2 separate regions of the Muntiacus reevesi genome follow, and region 2 is linked to region 1. A link is a contact called in public Hi-C data. All regions are on one chromosome and are shown on one strand. Each heading gives the region's core, a stretch centred on a gene start, on an enhancer-like site or on the middle of the called end of the contact. The rest is flanking DNA. Distances are from core to core; before and after follow the strand shown.

Region 1 (6,128 bases), core at 611-3,110:
GAACAACAGACTGGTTCCAAATAGGAAAAGGAGTACATCAAGGCTGTATATTGTCACCCTGCTTATTTAACTTATATGCAGAGTACATCACGAGAAACACTGGGCTGGATGAAGCACAAACTGGAATCAAGACTGCCAGGAGAAATATCAATAACCTCAGATATGCAGATGACACCACCCTTATGGCAGAAAGTGAAGAAGAACTAAAGGGCCTCTTGATGAAAGTGGAAGAGGAGAGTGAAAAAGTTGGCTTTAAGCTCAACACTCCGAAAACTAAGATCATGGCATCCGGTCCCATCACTTCATGGCAAATAGATGGGATAACAATGGAAACAGTGACAGACTTTATTTTTGGGGCTCCAAAATCACTGCAGATGGTGACTGCAGGCATGAAATTAAGAGATGCTTCATCCTTGGAAGGAAAGTTATGACCAACCTAGACAGCATTAAAAAGGAGAGACATTACTTTGCCAACAAAGGTCCATCTAGGCAAAGCTATGGTTTTTCCAGTAGTCATGTACGGATGCGAGTTGGACGATAAAGAAAACTGAGCGCTGAAGAATTGATGCTTTTGAACTGTGGTGTTGTAGAAGACTCTTGAGGGTGCCTGGACTGCAAGGAGATCCAACTAGCCCATCCTAAAGGAAATCAGTCCTTGATATTCTTTGGAAGGACTGATGCTGAAGCTGAAACTCCAGTACTTTGGCCACCTGATGCACAGAACTGACTCATTTGAAAAGACCCTGATGCTGGGAAAGATTGAAGGCAGGAGAAGGGGACGACAGAGGGTGAAATGGTTGGATGGCATCACCAACTCAGTGGACATGAGTTTGGGTAAACTTCGGGAGTTGGTGATGGACAGGCAGGCTGAGCTGCTGCGGTCCATGGGGTCGCAAAGAGTCGGCCACGACTGAACTGAACTGAACTGAGTCAAGGATTGGCTCCGTGATAAATAATCCGCTTGCAAAGGCGGGAGACAGGTTGGATCCCTGAACCTGGAAGATCCCCTGGAGTAAGAAATGGCAACCTCGTCAGGTATTCTTGCCTGGAAAATTTTGTGCACAGAGGAGTCTGGAACGCTAGAGTCCATGGGGTCGCAAAGAGTTGGACACGCGAAGAGCTGGATACAAGTTAGCGCGCGCGCGCGCGCGCGCACACACACACACACACACACACACACACACACACACACACAGCTAAGGTAGTCACACACACACACACACACACACACACACACAGCTAAGGTAGTCACACACACACACACACACAGCTAAGGTAGTCACACACACACACACACACACACACACACACAGCTAAGGTAGTCACACACACACACACACACACACACACACAGCTAAGGTAGTCACACACACACACACACACACAGCTAAGGTAGTCACACACACACACACACACACACAGCTAAGGTAGTCACACACACACACACACACACACACACACACACACACACACACACACACACACACACACACACACACACACACACAGCTAAGGTAGTCTATAAGTCAAAAGGTTTTTCTTTATTGCTGATGGCCGAGCAAGCAGGATTCCTTGTTTTGCGCCACAACCCAACCTCATCTCGCCGCACCTGTCCTCCTTTTCGCTCTTCCTCACTACACCAACCACTGGCAGCTAGCGACGCCGAGGCTGGGCAGAGCTTTGGAAATTTTGAAGGCAGAGGGAGGCGAAGCAGAAACTAGGGGAACTGAAAAACATTCTTGTAGCAGCATTCCCTGCCAACAAAAACTCTTTGCCCTGTGCCCTTAAGAAATATGACCTTCGGCGAAGACGCACTTCCGGTCATGGAGCCAAACAAAATCCGGGAGGCCAAGAGGCCGGAAGTAACCGCCCTCGCGCCTCTCCTCCCGCCCCCTCTTAATTTCCCAGCGTCTTTTGGGAGAATGAGGCTGCTTGAGGGCTGTGGCTGAGGTGCGGTTGCTGGGTGACAAGTCGGAGCCCGGACTGGGTGAGTGCCCGCTGTCTCGGCCGCGGATCGGTTCACTTTGCTCGGGTGACCTTCGTCCTGCCGGGGATAGAGGGCAGGGAGTCGTGCGCGGGGCGCTCTGTGAAGAGGCGCCGCCGCGGGGTCTGCGGCAAAGGAGCGAGCTGGAGGGGTTGCGAGTGGGGCCAGCGCCCGGGTCGGGCCCGCGGAGCCCGCGAGGTCAGTGCCCAAGGAGTCGGGCGGCCGGGCCCGGGCCAGGGCTCGCGGGACGGGGGTGGGGTCTGGCCCCGAGCCCCGCAGGCGGGGCTCCCGCGCCTGGTGTGGAGGACGGGAAAGGCCTTTCTCCAAGGAAGGCGTTCACAACCAGCTGAACCGGGTGGTTATTCTCACCGTGTTTTCTCTCGCAGCCATTCGGTCAGTCATTTCCTGACCCCTTGAAAGTCTCAGCCTTTTTTATGGCTGCTCTGCTCCATTTTACACACACGCACACAGAGATTAGACAGGTGTGTGATCGGTTTTGTTGGGTGCTCTTTATGAGAAGCTACCACCAAAAATTATTTTTTTAACTTAAATTCCTGTAAGTAAGTTCTTGTTACTTTGGCTGGAAACGTTGATGCTCTTTATGAGGCTTGTCTCCATATTTGCTGCGATGAGAACTACTACTTTCTAAACGTTTGTATTGCTTTTTTTAAAGCTTGCCTCCTTACTTGTTGCGACGAAAACTAATTTCTAAACGTTAGTATTGCATCAAACGTTAATATGATGTTGGAAGTTTTATTTACTCACTCTGCCTATCCACCTTCACCCACCTAGAGGTCAAGGTTGAGAGACAGTAACTTATTGTTGGTGAACTTGGCTTCATCTCACTCATCCTGTTCCCTGATGTAGTTAAGTCACATGCACTCTTACTAGCATGAAAACAAATAACCCATTCAAAACAATGGGCAGAAGACCTGAATAGACATTTCTCCAAAGAGGACATACAGATGACCAATAGGCACATGAAAAGATGTTCAACTTCAGTAGTTATTGGAGAAGTGCAAATCAAAACTAAAATGAGATATCACCTCACAGCGTTTAGAATGGCTGTCATCAAAAAATCCAAAAACAACAAATGCTGGAGAGGGTGTGGAGAGAAAAGAACCCTTCTATATTGCTTATGGGAATGTAATAGTCACTATGGGAATCAATATTGTCACTATGGAGAGCAGTATGGAGGTTCCTTAAAAAACTAAAAATAGAGCTACCATATGATCCAGCAATCCCACTCCTGGGCATATATCTGCAAAAGAACGTCCAAAAGGATTCATGCACCTCAGTGTTCATTGCAACGCTGTTTACAATAGCCAAGACACTGAGGAAACCTAAATGTCTATCTACAGAGGACAGGATAAAAAAGATGCAGTACATATATTACAATGCAATATTACTCATCCATTAAAAAGAATGAAATAATACCCTTTGCAGCAACATGGATGGACCTAGAGAGTGTCATACTTAGTTAAATGAGTCAGAGAAGGAGAAATATCCTATGACATCCCTTATATGTGGAATCTGAAAAGAAATATACAAATAAATTTACAAAACAGAAAAAGACTCATAGACTTAGAAAAGGAACTCATGGTTGCCAGGGGAAGGGATAGTTAGGGACTTTGAGAATGTCATGTACACACTGCTGCTGCTGCTGCTGCTGCTGCTAAGTCTCTTTGGTCGTGTGCGACCCCATAGATGGCAGCCCACCAGGCTCCCGTCCCTGGGATTCTCCAGGCAAGAATACTGGAGTGGGTTGCCATTGCCTTCTCCAGTGCATGAAAGTGAAAAGTGAAAGTGAAGTCGCTCAGTCGTGTCCAACTCTTAGTGACCCCATGGACTGCAGCCGCCCAGGCTTCTCCATCCATGGGATTTTCCAGGCAAGAGTACTGGAGTGGGGTGCCATTGCTGTCTCCGCATGTACGCACTGCTATATATAAAATGGATAATCAATAAGTACCTACTGTATAGCACATGGGACTCTGCTTCATGTTATTTGCTAGCCTAGATGGGAGAAGGGTTTGGGGGAGAATGGATACATGTATATATATGGCTTCCTAGGTGATGCTAGTGGTAAAGAACCCACTTGCCAATGCAGGAGACACAGTTTCAATCCCTGGGTCAGAAAGATCCCCTGGAGGAGGGCATGGCAATCCACTTAAGTATTCTTGCCTGAAGAATCATGGGGTTGCAAAGAGTCGGACACGACTGAAGTGACTTAGCCCACCTATGTATGGCTGAGTACCTTCAAGGTTCACCTGAAACTGCCACAACATTGTTAATCGACTATATCCCAGTACAAAATAAAAAATTTAAAGTTTGGGGGGAAAATAGAGTCACATGCACTCAGAATTTGGCTAGTTTTCATCATCAGCAAAGGGAAATAAATAGAAATTGCTATCAAATTTTGGGCAATAGACTTCACATATTTTAGTGGAATATTGCCCAAAAGTAGTCTTTAATTGTCTGAGTAGATCACTTCTCTCCCAAAAATAGCTACATCAAAATATTTAGGGGGACTTCCCTGGTGGTACAATGGCTAAGACTCCACACTCCCAATGCAGGGGGCCTGAGTTTGATCCCTGGTTGGGGAACTAGATCCCACATGCCACCATTAAGAGCTTGAATGCTGCAGCTGAAAAGCCCACAAACTATAACTAAGACCCAGCAGAGCCAAATAAATGTTTTGGAAGTTTGTTTCATTGGGGAGTCAGTGTTGCTGAAAAGTGTCATTAACTCATGTGTCTTTAATTTGTACTTTTCTAACATTTTATTTTCAGCATAATGGCAGAAACTGCTTCTCCACTGAAGCACTTCGTGCTGGCTAAGAAGACAATTACAGCAATCTTCGACCAGTTACTGGAGTTTGTTACTGAAGGATCACATTTTGTTGAAGGTTAATATCTCTAAGTTTTTAAAATAATTACTTTTGAAAATATATAAAGATCCTTTATTCTTTCAACCTTGGATACTGAACACGTACAGAGCATTGTGCTATATGAGATACCGTAACAAAACCCATTTCTGCTGACCAAAGGAGGAACATTGAATTATATTAATAGCAACTAAGAAAGAAGTATATGTGTGAGGTCCTGTTCTAAGTACTTAATAATAGCTCATTTAATACTCAAATCAACACTGAGGAAGATTTTAATCACACTCATTTTTTTTTTGGTTTTGTTTTATTTATTTATTTATATTGTAGTGGTTTTTGCCATACATTGACATGAATCAGCCATGGGTTTACATGTGTTCCCCATCCCGATCCCCCACCCCCCCGCCTCCCTCCCCATCCCATCCCTCTGGGTCTTCCCAGTGCACCAGCCCTGAGCACTTGTCTCATCCATCCAACCTGGGCTAGTGGTCTGTTTCACCCTTGATAGTATACTTGTTTCAGTGCTATTCTCTCAGAACATCCCACCCTCGCCTTCTCCTACAGAGTCCCAAAGTCTGTTCTGTACATCTGTGTCTCTTTTTCTGTTTTGCATATTGGGTTATCGTTACCATCTTTTTAAATTGCATATATATGCGTTAGTATACTGCATTGGTCTTTATCTTTCTGGCTTACTTCACTCTGTATAATGGGCTCCAGTTTCATCCATCTCATTAGAACTGATTCAAATGAATTCTTTTTAATGGCTGAGTAATATTCCATTGTGTATATGTACCATAGCTTCCTTATCCATTTGTCTGGTGATGGGCATCTAGGTTGCTTCCATGTCCTGGCAATTATAAACAGTGCTGCGATGAACATTGGGGTACACGTGTCTCTTTCAGATCTAGTTTCCTCGGTGTGTATGCCCAGGAGTGGGATTGCTGGGTAATATGGCAGTTCTATTTCCAGTTTTTTAAGGAATCTCCGCACTGCTCTCCATAGCGGCTGTACTAGTTTGCAATCACACACACTTTAAAGATAAAGGACCTAAGGCACAGAAAAGGTAAGCAGCTTACCAAAGATCACACAACTTGTAAATGCCCAGACTAAAAAGTGAGGCAGCCCACATTTAGCCATTATACTTATCTCCCTGTCAACTCAACAGTTAAGTCAACATGTCAGATCTGTTTTAGTGAAAAGTGAGACAGGAAAGCTGTGACAAACCTAGACATTGTATTAAAAGCAGAGACATCACTTCGC
Region 2 (6,783 bases), core at 1,810-4,309, 180 kb before region 1:
AAAAGGACGCTTACTAAGATACTCAGGCAAAATAAACCTTAACAAATAGAAAAGAACTGAAATCTTAAAAGTATGTTTTCTGGTCATAACCAAACTAGTAAGTGCTACATGGCAGTTCATTTTTGTCTTCCTTTGGTGTGTTTTTATTGTTTGACTTGGCAATTTTATAAATCCAGAGTATACTGCTTCATAATCAAGTTGATTCTTGTTTCCAAATGACTTCAAAGCTTAGTTGTAATTTCAGTGTTTGTTACAAAGTATGTTTCAGTGCACAATACACATTTGAGTATCAGTTATCTTTATTTTCAATGGAAATAAAACCAAAAGGCAAGTAACTATTATTAAATACCTCCAATGTGTTAGAATGGAACAACTGTGTCACCTTGGACATTCTACCTCTTGACTTTAGAAAACAGCTCTTTAATTCTAAAGTATTCCATTTTTTGTTTGTCTTACAGTCTGAGTATCACAATTTCAATTTTTCCTGTAAAACATTCTTCTTTAAGTCTCAGGACCTTAAGCAACACATTTCATCATATAGAGGCCTAAAATAAACACTGAAGAACAGTGCAGATACCTTCAGAAGCAAGATAAAGCAGACAACATATCAATGGTCACCATATAAACCAAATGCAGCAATTGTGAATTCAGCAGTAAATGTTAATCCTGTACCACTGAGTAATCACACAAGTACCAGGTATGACATTTTCTGTTGTAACCTGTGTGCGTTCTAAGTTGCTTTAGTCGCGTCTGACTCTTTGCGACCCCATGGACTGCAGTCCACCAGGCTCCTCTGTCCTTGTGATTCTTCAGGCAAGAATACTGGACTGGATTGCCATGCCTTCCTCCAGGGGATCTCCCCTACTCGGGGATGGAACCTGAGTCTCTTAAGTCTCCTGCACTGGCAGGCAGGTTCTTTACCACTAGCGCCACCTGGGGAAGCATGGCACATGTTGTGGCACGTAATTTCTTAAAGGCAGATTGAAAAGCTGAAGAAAGTGAAAGTCACTCAGTCATGTCAGACTCTTTGTGACCCCATGCACTATACAGTCCATGGAATTCTCTAGGCCAGAATACTGGAGAGGGTAGCCTTTCCGGTCTCCAGGGGATCTTCCTAACCCAGGGATCGAACCCAGGTTTCCCGCATTGCAAGTAGATTCTTCACCAGTTGAGCCACAGGGAAGCCCAAGAATACTGGAGTGGGTTGCCTATCCCTTCTCAAGTGGATTTTCCTGACCAAGGAATCTAACCAATGTCTCCTGCATGGCAGGCGGATTCTTTACCAACTGAGGTATCAGGGAAGCCCAAAAGGCAGATTATCACATAACAAAAATCATATAATGCATGTACCACCTATTAAAATAAATTTTAGAAAAACATGTATTTACCATAATTTTTCCCTACTAAGGACCACCTATTAAGATCTCACTAAACTCTGGGCCTGGGAACACAAATTTGGGAAAAGCTGCCTTAAGATTTCCTTTGACCAGTAAATCAATATCATTGCTTTTTTTGTTGTTTGTTTAAATTCCTTTCTCTTGAGTAACAGAGTGTTCTGAAAGTGCTGAAAAACACTGGTTCAAGAAAAATATTTAGAAACTTAGACCCCTGAAATATGAGATGAAAACCAGAGCTTAAGAAAAGAGAGAAAGCACAGGAAATACAGAAACACAGTCAAATGAAACTATGACCACATAAAGGAATGGTTCTTTTTTAGGATTGGTTAAGGATGTGTGGTGTTTGAGCAAAACTGGTTATTGGTCAGCTTTCAGCACTGAATGACAAGCTGAACTGTAACATCTCCAGGGCGGGTCACTTTCAAGTCCTCTACTCCTTAAAATGCAAGAGAGGGCCCTACGTTGAGGACTTGTATTGCAGATTTCTGCTAATCACTGTTCCTACGTCTTTTTTAATACAATGAAAGGCCACTAGGGGGAGAAACACGCCGAAAACCTGACCCTTAGCAGTGATCTCAAAACCTAACAGATCCTATTACTCTCCAGCAAAAAGAAGCTTCTGTGGTACGCAGTATCAAACCACCACCCTGCGTCTACTCTGGAACCAAAATGGTTTTTCTAAAGTCTCCGTGGGCACTACGCGAAAAAAGCACGTGTTCTGAATAGTCAGAATGGAATCCTACAAGCTGATTCAGATCTGAAAAAAAGGACATTGCAAAAGGTCTCCCTGAGTGAGTCAAAGTATTGCAGAGGGCTGTGGCAGTGCATTCCTCTTTCGGGATGGGCTACAACTTAACCTTACGTTGGCAAAAGGACGCGAAGCAACGTTTTGTAAAAGGCCTTCTTTCTAGTATCGATATCCATTTCTGGTTAGCCACTGAGAGAGGCGGTTAGCCACTACATCCCCTCCCCTCGCCCCTATACTAGAATAAATCTTATTTCCTCTATGGGCGTAAAAGTGAATGGACCCGCTAGCTCCCGATAGGCCTTTCTATACCTCAACCCAGCCCTACAGCTCGTAGAGACACATAGGCGCATCCCTGCTGCTCGTACGACACCTATGCCGCCACAGGATGACAAAACAGCCTCACCACTGCAAAAGACAACAGCGTTAAATACCAGCGCGGCAGGAAAATGAGCCACAAAGCCACTCAAACTTAGGGCACAAAACCAAGGCGCAGGCGCACTGGCACACTGTCACCCGATTTGCCCACTTCCCCCTTCTGGTCTCCGCAGTTTCACTTCCTCTCGTTTGTCCCTCTGCTTCCGGGGCATAGTAGGCTCGGCCCCTCCTCAGCTCTTACCCTCCTCTGCCCGAGGAGGGGGGAGTCGAGGGGGTGGGGAAGAGTTCGTTGTTTGTTTACACGATGTGAGCGGAAAAAGAGACCAATAAAGTTTATTCTGGAAACAAAAGAAAAAAAAAAACAGGGGTGACAGAGAAAGGAGACGGGGGCGGGGGCGTGTGGCGGGGGCTAGCTAGGAGAGGCAGCGAGAAGGAGAAAGCGGCAGTTCCGGTGCCGCCGCTGCGGCCGCTGAGGTCTCGGGCTGCTGCCGCCGCGGCCGCTGGGGCTGGGGCCGCCGGCGAGGCAGGGCTCGGGCCCGGCCGGGCAGCTCCGGAGCGGCGGGGGAGAGGGGCCGGGAGGCGGGGGCTGTGCCGCCCGCTCTCCTCTCCCTCGGCGCCGCCGCCGCCGCCGCCCGCGGGGCTGGGACCCGATGCGGTTAGAGCCACGGAGCCTCGAGGAGCCCCGAGCGTGAGTAGAACGCGGACAGGCCGGGAGCGGGAGCGGTCGGGATGGGGCCGGGTGGGTGCCGGGGACTCTCGGGCGCGCCCGCCGTCTTGGGCGGGGGCTGCCCGCCGGTCGTTTCTCCCAGCTTCGGCCCGCAGCAGAGTTCGCCTGCGATCCCCGCTCTCCGCCTGCCGCTGGCCTCACCCAGATGCAGAGGCGAGGGCTCGCCGCTCCCTCTTTTCTCCCTCTGGCCGCCGCCTCGCTCCTCGTTTCCTTCCTCTCCCATTTTTGGGGATGGGGCGGCTAGAGACTGAGGAAGTGCGCCCAGGGCCGCCGCCCCGGCCGCGGTGGCTCGGTCCCCCGCGCCCTTGCACATCCACCCGACCCGCGAGCACCGCGGCGTGAGCGATCGCGAGTGCCAAACCGCGAGCTCTTCCTGAGGGGCTGTCACGCCCGAGGACTCCGACCGCGCCAGCCCGGCCACCCTGCGGTTTGCCTCATACTGGGTTTAAATCGCCCGGCTGGGGCTTGGAAGGCTAGCGCGATTCCTCTCCCACCCTTCCTCTCGAAGTTGTTTTTTTCCTTTTAACCGAGACAATCAAACGTATTGAATCTTTCATTCATAGACCTGAGACATTGTCTCGCGATTGTATCTTTAGTAAGTCTAATATGTGATGCCTGCTTCATAGCTCCTAAGTGGCTCGGAAAGGTAGGGTAGCGCCCAGAATTGGACTGTGTAAACACCAGACGTTCAGCCAGTGTGTTTTGATCGCGGCTTGAGGGGTTTATTTTAGGATGCTAAAGGAATAGTGGTGATGGTGGCTAGTTACCAGACTTAGAAATCGAAAGCTGTTTTGGCTGACAGTAATTGGGAAGCTGTTTACGTAGTCATAAAGGGTAAGGGGAGCGCCATAAGAGGGGCTTCTGTGAGAAGAGCCTGCATATTCTTTAATGAAGTAGAGTTGTGATTCCGTTTGGTGACGCTTCCTCATTCCAGCACTGCGCCTTTGGGCACATGCAGGACATGGGTTTGCGAGATGATGTTTTGATCGTAGTTTGTGAGGCCTGGGAGAACCACTTGGAAAACTTGGGTAGGTAAACTTCTGTTAACTCAAGTCATCGGGTAATTACTATGGCCGCATTTGAACCACTGTGGGCAATACCGGTCGCATGTTTTCCTGCTCAGAAGCTGGGTTCTCTGGGTATTTGCTTACATTGCACTGTACAAAATTTGTTTATGTACTGGATTGCGTGTTGTTAAGGAAATACCTACAAAATGCTTAAGATACCACGTTACTAATTTAATTTGTGTAAATCACAGCACGTCCTTATTAATGGATCCTAGAAGCAACTGTAGTGTAAGAATTTGTTAATATGTCTGTATTTAAGTTTTAACATTTTTTAAGACTGAATCATTGAATTCTGGTTGACAGCATAGATCTCTATCTAAACATCACATGTTCTGGAAAATTTTAATTATCAGATTAACTGTTCTGCAGTGTCATCAGCCAAAATTATCTGAAGAGGGCCCAGTGGGGGTGTGTGGGGGGGAGGAGGGGTATTTTGTTTGGCTTTCTGAGTTTTCTCATCTCACCTTTTTGGATAAAATTAAATTTCATCCGTAACTTTTTTCAAAAGTTTCTTACAGGTTTTTCCATCATTGTAAAATAGAGTGCTTTCCTATTAAAATCACGAAATAGATGATTGAAAGAAGTGATAGCACATGGTAACAGTCATAGCATCATGGGGGAAATAAAAAGAAAATGAATGAATATTAACTTAATATTTTATCATTGACTTTATGAATATAAAGTTTGAAAGACATTCCTATCAGTTTTAGTTCAGGAATTAAAAATGAACCACATATAAATGCAGAACAGTGTTTTTATATGTCTAAATTTTTTTCCCTTCAATTTTAAGTAAATTAGATATGGCATTAAGGAGATGTCACTAAATACAAATGCTGTAAACCCAAAAATTACTGCGTGAAAGTGTATCTTCTCATGGGCTAGATATATGTGAAAGGAGGACTGTAAAAGAGCAATAGCTTTGCCTGGTTTTGGATGGAACAAACCTTCTTAAAGCAGAGCTTCCTTCCTGTCAGGATAAGAGCCTCTCCATCCCAAATAAGTATTGCCTTAAAAAAAAAGTAAATTTACAAGTAAAATACTTAAATGATAAGATAGGTCATACTCTTTCCTAAAAGAGCTCGCTTATTTCCTTTATTGAATTAAGAATTTTTAACATTTACTATTACCATTTAAAAGGCATTTGCTCTGTTGATCTGTTTATTTGAAAAGGGCTAACTTAATCCCGTTTGATCTCTTTAGCAACAAAAATAGCATTAAAAGGATCACTTCTCTATTTTATTATTTAAATATCTTGAATTTCAAGGGAGGGGTGATTCTGTGAATGAAATGTGTTTCTTAAGCATCATAAAAGATTTTATCTCTGAAAATATTTATGGTCTTTAAATTTGTGCAAGTTTAGAAGCATAAATCTTGGGAAATCAAGGTTTATATTAGTATAGTTATTGAGCTGTTTTTTTTAAGTATGTTTGTCTTGAGCTACAAAACAATCCTGTAGAGAAGGCAGTATTACTGTCTCTGAGAAATGACATTTTAATTTAAGGTCAGGCAAGTATCAGGTGACAGACTCATTGACAAAATGAATGCTTTGTGACTCCTTTCGTTTTATTATGCTACCTCTAACTTGCTCCAGCCTGCTTTTTTTTTTTTCCAGCCTGCTTTTTAATGGATAAAGAAACTAGAGCCCATAGATGACCTTTTTCCCTTATTTGTAGTAATAAATGGATGTGTTTAATTCCCCTATAACTTAAACAGTGGTTTTTGATCCTGGCCACATACTAGAATCATCTAGTTAGCTTTTTAAAAATATCAGTGCCAGAGTCTCATTCCTGGAGATTCTGGTTTAATTGGTCTGAGATGGAGCCCAGACAGCTGTTTAAGTTCCCCAGGTAATTCTAATAGACACGATTGTAAAGCCCTTGCTTTCTAAGACCTGTATGATTTGTCTCTTTTCTTCTAAGTTCATCTCTCCTCTTTCTTCCTACAGCTCCCTTGGCCTTTTCCTGCTTCATGTGCCAGTGCTGTTTGCCCTTCATGAGACATTTGCACACTCTATACCCCTTGTTTAGCTGGCTGACTCCTACTCATTTTTCATATCATTCCTTTGAAAAGTCTAGTCTGGGTCAGGTGCCCTTGCTTCCTGTTCCCGTAACATCTTGTGCCCCTGCTGTCGGAGCATTGACTCGGTGCACTGGCGATTGCCTATTTATTTGTCTGTATCTTCCACCAAGATGTAAATTTCATGAGAACACTGGGGGTTTTATCTTATATAGTTATGTTCTCATTGCCAAGCACAGCAGCCAGTACATAATAGAGTTATTCACTGAATAAATAAATATATTGACAACAGACTTCTTTACAACATTAATAATTTACAAATGCCTATTGAGTTTTTATACTATATTTGTTCACTAAAAATATACATCCCTAACCTGCCACACATGTGTATCTTATTTGGAGACGTTTGGGATGTTCTAAATTACATATAAATTATTTCAAGAGTGACACTCA

What was found. A called contact is a pair of places that touch in the nucleus more often than the background predicts.
Region 2: a contact with region 1 is called in a Hi-C map of muscle, with 5 times the contacts expected there. The contact joins the promoter of PIK3CA here to the promoter of MFN1 in region 1. A contact is called at or near these places in 2 of 3 Hi-C or Micro-C datasets (blood and muscle).

The regions. Positions count from the first base shown.
Region 1 is chr8:65,392,726-65,398,853 of mMunRee1.1, reverse strand. MFN1 (mitofusin 1) reads left to right here and starts at 1,860. Exons shown (of 18, transcript XM_065942777.1): 1 at 1,860-1,987; 2 at 4,774-4,889. The coding sequence starts at 4,778.
Region 2 is chr8:65,571,640-65,578,422 of mMunRee1.1, reverse strand. PIK3CA (phosphatidylinositol-4,5-bisphosphate 3-kinase catalytic subunit alpha) reads left to right here and starts at 3,059. Exons shown (of 21, transcript XM_065943668.1): 1 at 3,059-3,208.